2 separate regions of the Sus scrofa genome follow, and region 1 is linked to region 2. The links are chromatin contacts, called in public HiChIP or PLAC-seq maps. All regions are on one chromosome and are shown on one strand. Each heading gives the region's core, a stretch centred on a gene start, on an enhancer-like site or on the middle of the called end of the contact. The rest is flanking DNA. Distances are from core to core; before and after follow the strand shown.

What was found. HiChIP or PLAC-seq counts read pairs in DNA pulled down with a chosen protein or histone mark.
Region 1: a contact with region 2 is called in an H3K27ac HiChIP or PLAC-seq map of skeletal muscle. The contact joins the promoter of LOC102159363 here to the promoter of NAA38 in region 2. A contact is called at or near these places in 13 of 47 Hi-C or Micro-C datasets (alveolar macrophages, blood, embryonic fibroblasts and 6 more) and 2 of 2 datasets of contacts at active chromatin or transcription factors (alveolar macrophages and skeletal muscle).

The regions. Positions count from the first base shown.
Region 1 is chr12:53,164,826-53,168,022 of Sscrofa11.1, reverse strand. LOC102159363 (putative uncharacterized protein FLJ38447) reads left to right here and starts at 1,605. Exons shown (of 2, transcript XM_005657036.3): 1 at 1,605-2,289; 2 at 2,387-3,197. The coding sequence starts at 1,782. The coding sequence ends at 2,442. LOC100525078 (a long non-coding RNA gene) reads right to left here and starts at 1,915. Exons shown (of 3, transcript XR_002337363.1): 1 at 1,532-1,915.
Region 2 is chr12:53,110,567-53,113,761 of Sscrofa11.1, reverse strand. It overlaps NAA38 (N-alpha-acetyltransferase 38, NatC auxiliary subunit), which reads left to right and starts at 1,275. Exons shown (of 4, transcript XM_013990020.1): 1 at 1,275-1,314; 2 at 1,483-1,819; 3 at 2,010-2,193; 4 at 2,354-2,513. The coding sequence starts at 1,739. The coding sequence ends at 2,466. It overlaps TMEM88 (transmembrane protein 88), which reads right to left. Exons shown (of 2, transcript XM_003131950.4): 2 at 3,114-3,195.

The DNA.
Region 1 (3,197 bases), core at 356-2,855, 54 kb before region 2:
CAGGTCTGGACCTAGAAGGGCTCTGGATGTCAATGCTTTGGGAGCATTTATATAATCAAATACCTTAAACGATTATGACTTAATCAACTAAAGAAATCAAAAAATGTGAGGCGATCTTGAAGCACCAATGCAAAGAGAACTTCTCCTCAAAAGTTTTGAATTATGACAGCATCATGGAATAAGTAGCTAGCTTCCCCCAAGTGACCAGAAAGACAGTATGATTAGAAGTCCTGAAAAGATATAGAATAATTAAACATAATGGTACACCTCCTCACAAAAGATTAAACTCAAAGGCTTTAAGAATCTAGTTTTAAAAACCAGCTTTAGGGGAGTTCCCATCATGGCTTAGCAGAAATGAATCTGATTAGCATCCATGAGGATGAAGGTTCGATCCCCAGCCTCGTTCAGTGGGTGAAGGATCTGGCGCTGCTGTGAGCTGTGGTGTAGGTGGCCGACACAGCTTGGACCTGACGTTGCTGTGGCTGTGGCACAGGCTGGCAGCTACAGCTCCAATTGGACCCCTAGCCTCGGAACCTCCATGTGCCGTGAGTGTGCCCCCCCCCCCAAAAAAAAAGCAAAAAAATAAAATAAAAACCAGCTTTACATTGCCTGTTAAAGCCAGTAAACGCCATGGGTGTGGAAAAGCCCATTTTGTATTGACCAAAAGAGATGGGTGTTGAAAATGTTGGGTACCGAGAAGTTAAAGTGAACACAACATAGGCTGGGACACAGGGTAATAGCCAATATGCGGTGTTAACTGTGTGGCAGGCATCACTCTAAGCACCTTACATACAGAGCTGATTCAATCCTATCATCAACCACATTTTATGCAGATGAGGAAACCAAAGCCCGGAGAAGTTAAGAAACCTGCTCAAGGTATCACAACGGGTAACCTGGGTCTAGAGTCTGCGCTATAAACCTTCCCAACAGACTCAGGACTGCAGGCCCGGGAGAGGAGGGCAAGGAGGTGGCTGGGGAGTGGAGGGTGGGGGTGGCACCACGAGGCAGTGTGGGCTGGGAGTACTATGTCCTGTTTACCTGTGGGGGGAAGTCAGACCTCTGAGTCAGAACTCAGGCTGTGCTGCTTTGCTGTAGCCACCATGGTGTGTGGGTGACCAGGCCTAGCTATGCAGGCAGGAGAGGATTCCCAGCATTCCTAGGGCCTCGGGCCTGGAATCTAGGTCCTTCCACGGGCTGAGACGTCAGCTGGGAGTTGAGAGTTTGAGGAAAATAAAATTTGGGAAGCCGGCCTTACAAGAACACAAGGAGGTCAAATCTAATGGGGAAAACTGAGCGCAGCATCTGCTCAAACGCCCAGGAGCCCACTAAAGACTGGGCAGAACGGGCAGGACCACCGGCTTAGGAAGCATGTTTGGGTGGGGTCATGGGAGAGCGTGAGAAGCCCTGCGTCAGCGGCCGCGGGCCAGGGCTCAGGTAGGGTGCTGGGGATTTGCACACAGGATGAAGGAGCCCTGGCTTTGCGTGGGGGGTAAAGGAAGGCGTGGAGGGAGTGGGGTGCTGTGCCTCCCACCTCTCCAGTCGTGCCGCCACTTGGGTCGCCTCGCCCGTTCTGCCATCGGCCGCATTCCGGTCCTCGCACCTCCGCCGCCCCCACGCGTGCCGCCGCGGGGAGTGGCCCGACCTTCGCGTGACGCCTCGACGGGCGGGCTCTCAATATTAAAAGGGGGAAGAGGCCGCGGCGCGGGCCCCAGGACGGGCCCGCTCGTTCTGTCCTAGGAGCCAGCCGCGTTGGCGACGCCCTCGAGTTCGCGGCGGGCACAATGCAGCTCCTGGTGAGGGTGCCGTCTCTTCCGGAGCGGGGCGAACTGGACTGCAACATCTGCTACCGGCCTTTCAACCTCGGGGTCCGTGCGCCCCGCCGCCTGCCCGGCACGGCGCGGGCCCGCTGCGGCCACACGCTCTGCACCGCCTGTCTGCGCGAGCTGGCGGCGCGCGGCGAAAGCGGCGGGGCGGCCGCGCGCGTGGTGCGCCTGCGCCGCGTCGTCACGTGCCCCTTCTGTCGCGCGCCCACCCCGCTCCCGCGCGGCGGGGTCACGGAGGTCGCCCTGGACCAGGACTTGTGGTCGCGCTTGGAGGCAAAGGCGCGGGCTGAGCGCGAACCTGCTGTGGCTGGTGGCCGGGTCCAGGAAAGCGGCGAGGCGGAGGAAGAGGAAGAGGGGAGCGAGAAGGGGGCGGAGCCTAGGAGCGCAGGGTGGCGCGCGCTCCGGCGGCTCTGGACCCAGGTGCTGGCGCCCGCGCGCCGCTGGCGGCGCCCGCTGCCCTGCAACGGTGAGGGACGGCCGGGGTGGCTGTGGCGGGAGAGGACCCCGAACGCCCGAGTAGGCAGCATCCTTCCGCCGCCACTAACCCTCCTTCTTTCCCCCAGTGTTGTACTGTCCGGAGATCAAGGACTTGGCCCACATGACCCGCTGCGCGCTGTAACTGCGAAACCCTGAAGCTGTGGCAGAAGGAAGGTGGGAGCTGCATTCTCAGGGCCCCGCTGTAGTACAGGGAGCGGGTGCCAAGACTACCCCCCTCACATCCGGGATTGGCACTGATGAGGGAGGTGAGCCAAGGGCAGGAGGGAACGCCCTGGGAGGTGTTGATACTGAGCTGGGGAGGCTCCTAGACGAATCGCCCCCATCTTCTGACTGTGCCAGCCTCGCACATTCAGGATGAAGTGGCCCAGGGATGATACAAACAGTCGATGTACCCGTGGGAAGAAGACAGACTGTTTCCCTAGCTGCGACTTTGCTTCTGTCCAGGGCAGCTCTCCTGTGCGGGAGCAACAGGTCCCATTTTAGCTATTCTGTGTCAATGATTTTTAAGAAGAGGCTGATTTTCGTGCATGTTAATCTCGTTTCTCTAGCACCTAAGAGAACTGAGAAGAATCAACCAAACCCCTTCCCACCCCATCCCCTACCCCCAGTAGTATGCCTACTGTCTCCCCATTCCCAGTACTGTGTTCCTAAAATTATCAAGATGAAGCCCTACTATGAGGTTAGGCGTTTTGCATCATTTCAGAATTACCCTTCAGCCTGTAAGGGCAGGCATGAGAAGGTCCAAAGGGCTTTTATCTGAGTCACCTCATTAGGGCCTACCAAAGATAGGAGAGAGAGGCATTTGGCAAAGGCATCAGATTGTAAACTCCCGCTGTTATCTTTACAGTCACAAGAAACACTGTCACCACTGAAAAT
Region 2 (3,195 bases), core at 26-2,525:
TAAAGATGGAGCTCCAGCATGCAATGAATGGCCCCCAAATCCTACCAGCCTTTAGGGCAGCCACTTCTAATAAACAGTTGGCCCTAAAGTCACTGCCCCCTCACCTCATCTCCACAATAGAGCAGGCTAATAAGAGAGTCCACCTGCAACTGCTGTTCAAAATTCAACATGAACTTGGGAGGACCAAACTACGACGCCCAAACTACCCTGGACTTCTGAGGGAGTCTCTCACACCTTGTGGCTCAGCCACTCCTCGAATTGCTAACCCCGGGGACCTACATGGTCGTCTTCTTCCCTTGGTCACCCGTAAAAGCGGAAAAAAAATACAGCTGCCACTAGTTACGGAGAGCTGCTGGCCTGCAGATCTGCGAGGAGGTTTGCTGGGACTCCCAGTTCCTTCTCACCTGCCCCCAGGCACCAGTTCTCACCTCCAGCGTGTGTTCCTGCGACGTGAGCGTGTTAATGATGCGGATAGTCCGGGTCTTGGCGGACAGCCGCCCCACCTCGTAACGCGACCCCTGCCACCAAGGCTTCCCGAAATCATTGGCCCAGTCCGAACGCGGCAGCTGAGGTGGCACGTGCAGAAAGCGGCCCCAGGGGGTGCGGTATCTCAGGCAACCGGTCAGCGGATCTATGTGCTTGCGGATCTTTAAAGTAGGGTTTGGCGGAGGGGGGTCTGAGCAGTCACTATCTCGGGCTCCGGTCAGCCCCTCCGCCTCGTCCCCGCTCTACAGTGCCCCTCCCCCCAACCCCAGGTTCCAGCAGAACTCACGTCTCCGGTGTCTGGGTCGAACCAGTGGCTGATGTCCTGGCCCGCAACTTCCACGATGGGTTTCAGCAGCAGGTCTCCTGGGAAGGGGCATTCGTGTCAGTGCTAGACACCCAAGAACCAAGCACCCCCAAACGCACGCCCGACGCCGGCCCAAAAGTGCAGCCCTTACCCTTGTACTCCTGTGCCAACGGCGTCAGGTCGTACACGTTTCCCAGGTAAGACACCCAGAGGTCTTCCAGCTGGTTGTGTTGGGCCACCTCGGCCGGCGTGAAATAGCGACGCTGGAAATACTCAAAGTCTGGCCCGGCCACTAGGCCCCGGCGCAGCATGGCTCTCGCCCTCTCACCGGCTCCTTCAGTTGCGCTCTTGCTTTTCAGCGCGCACTCACTACCGCATCCTCCCTCTCGTCCGGGAACTAAGGAGAGGGCGTTTATCCGCTGACATGGAAACCATTGTCCTTTTCCGGCCACCGTCTGTCAAGATCAGACGCTGTGAGGGCGAGGTGGGGCTCACGGGAAACGTGGTCCGATTCCGACGTTGAAGTAATTGAGTGGTGTCCTCCGGAGTTCCGGGGGGAGGAAAAGACCCTCCGTTTTAATTTTGAGTGGCCTGGGCTATAGGGAGTGCTTGGGACGTACTATCTCGCGAGGCAGAAAAACAAGGGAGTGGGGAGTGCGATTAAGAAAAAAGGTATTCTCGCTTCCTTCCAGGGTTCCTAAAGGATATGTAAGAACCGAGAGAGGTGAAAACTTCTCGCGATATCTGAGGACATCCGGCGACCTAGACCTCAGCGAGCCGTTCGCCGAAGCAGGAGACGCTCGCGAGATCTCTGCAGTTGCCGAGGAGACGAGGAGGGGAGGTGATCTCGCGAAAGAAAACAGGTCGGGAGCGCTCGCGAGATCTCAGACCCCCCGGAGCCGAAAGGTTCTCAGCAAGTTGAAGGGCCTGGAGGAGGCCCGCGGACAAATGGCCGGAGCTGGACCAACTATGCTGCTACGAGAGGAGAATGGCTGTTGCAGCCGGCGTCAAAGCAGCTCCAGCGCCGGGGTTAGCGCGGGCTCGGGTTCTGGGATTGAGGGGCCGTCGGGGAGTAAAGTGGGAGGACGGAGGGAGAACTGCAGCTCCCGGCAGCCTCTGGGCTTCCTGCGAGCGCCCCGCGGGCTGTTGGGAGCTGTGGTTCCTCGGGCGGGCAGCAGCCGGGGCGGTGCGGTCTGAGCACATGTCCCGCCCCGCGCAGGACTCAGACGGGGAGCGCGAAGACTCGCCGTCTGCGCGCGCTAGGCAGCAGCTGGAGGCGCTGCTCAACAAGACTATGCGGATTCGCATGACAGATGGACGGACACTGGTCGGTTGCTTCCTCTGCACCGACCGCGACTGCAATGTTATCCTAGGCTCGGCGCAGGAGTTCCTCAAGCCGTCGGGTCAGTGCCTGGGGAATGCATACCCGCCTGGGAATGCCTCGGAGCATTTCCCCTTCAGGGCCTGGCTGTATCCCTCATTTTCGGGGGCCAGAAGCTGTAGCTCAGAAGGGGCGGGACCGACGCTGGCCTGCCTCCCTGATGCTCTGATCCTTCTTTCCAGATTCCTTCTCTGCCGGGGAACCCCGTGTGCTGGGCCTAGCTATGGTACCTGGACACCACATCGTTTCTATTGAGGTGCAAAGAGAGAGCCTGGCGGGGCCTCCCTATCTCTGAGCCCGACCGCGCATGCCTTTCAAACTTCATTAAACCTGTCACTGACATGGCCTGTGTCTGTGTGTGGTTGGGATGCGGGGGGCAAGGATTGCACACCTCCCCCCTAGAGGAAGAAGAGGTTTATCTGAGGTCGGGGGCACTCTCAGCGCTCCTTCCACGTCTAGTGCTGCCAGAGGTGCCCTTATGGTTCGGGGGTGGGGATGGGGGACAGGCTGAGCCTTAGACCCACAGGCCCCAGGGTGGGCCCCATCTTCCCTCCCACGCTGCTGGTCCGGGAGGGGGTGGTGTCATCCTGCTCCGGAAGGCCCATTGTTTCCCTCCCCGGCCTGGCAACACCGAGTTCCTCTAAGCTGGGGTCAGAGAACAGGCTCAGATCCCCAAGGGGAGCAGGACAGGCGACACAGGCTGGGCCTCCTCCACTCTCTTGATGGGGAGGTGACTTTGGGGTCAGGGACAAGGGCTCTGGGGTCTGGACAGGAAGGACGGGCTAGTGCGATAAGGGAAGGCCGGGAGGCCGAAGGATGCTCCCTTCTGCACGCTAGAGCCACACATCCCTCATCCTACCCCCACCCCCATGTTTCCTGCTCCTGGGCACAGGGCAAGAGTGATAACATTGGCGCTACCCCTGTGTTCACAGGATCCCAGGATCTCGTTCAGTTATCTCTTTATTGATGTGTGATCACTCCTTACCCTGCACCCTCGTGCCCCATCCCCCACCCGCAGATACTA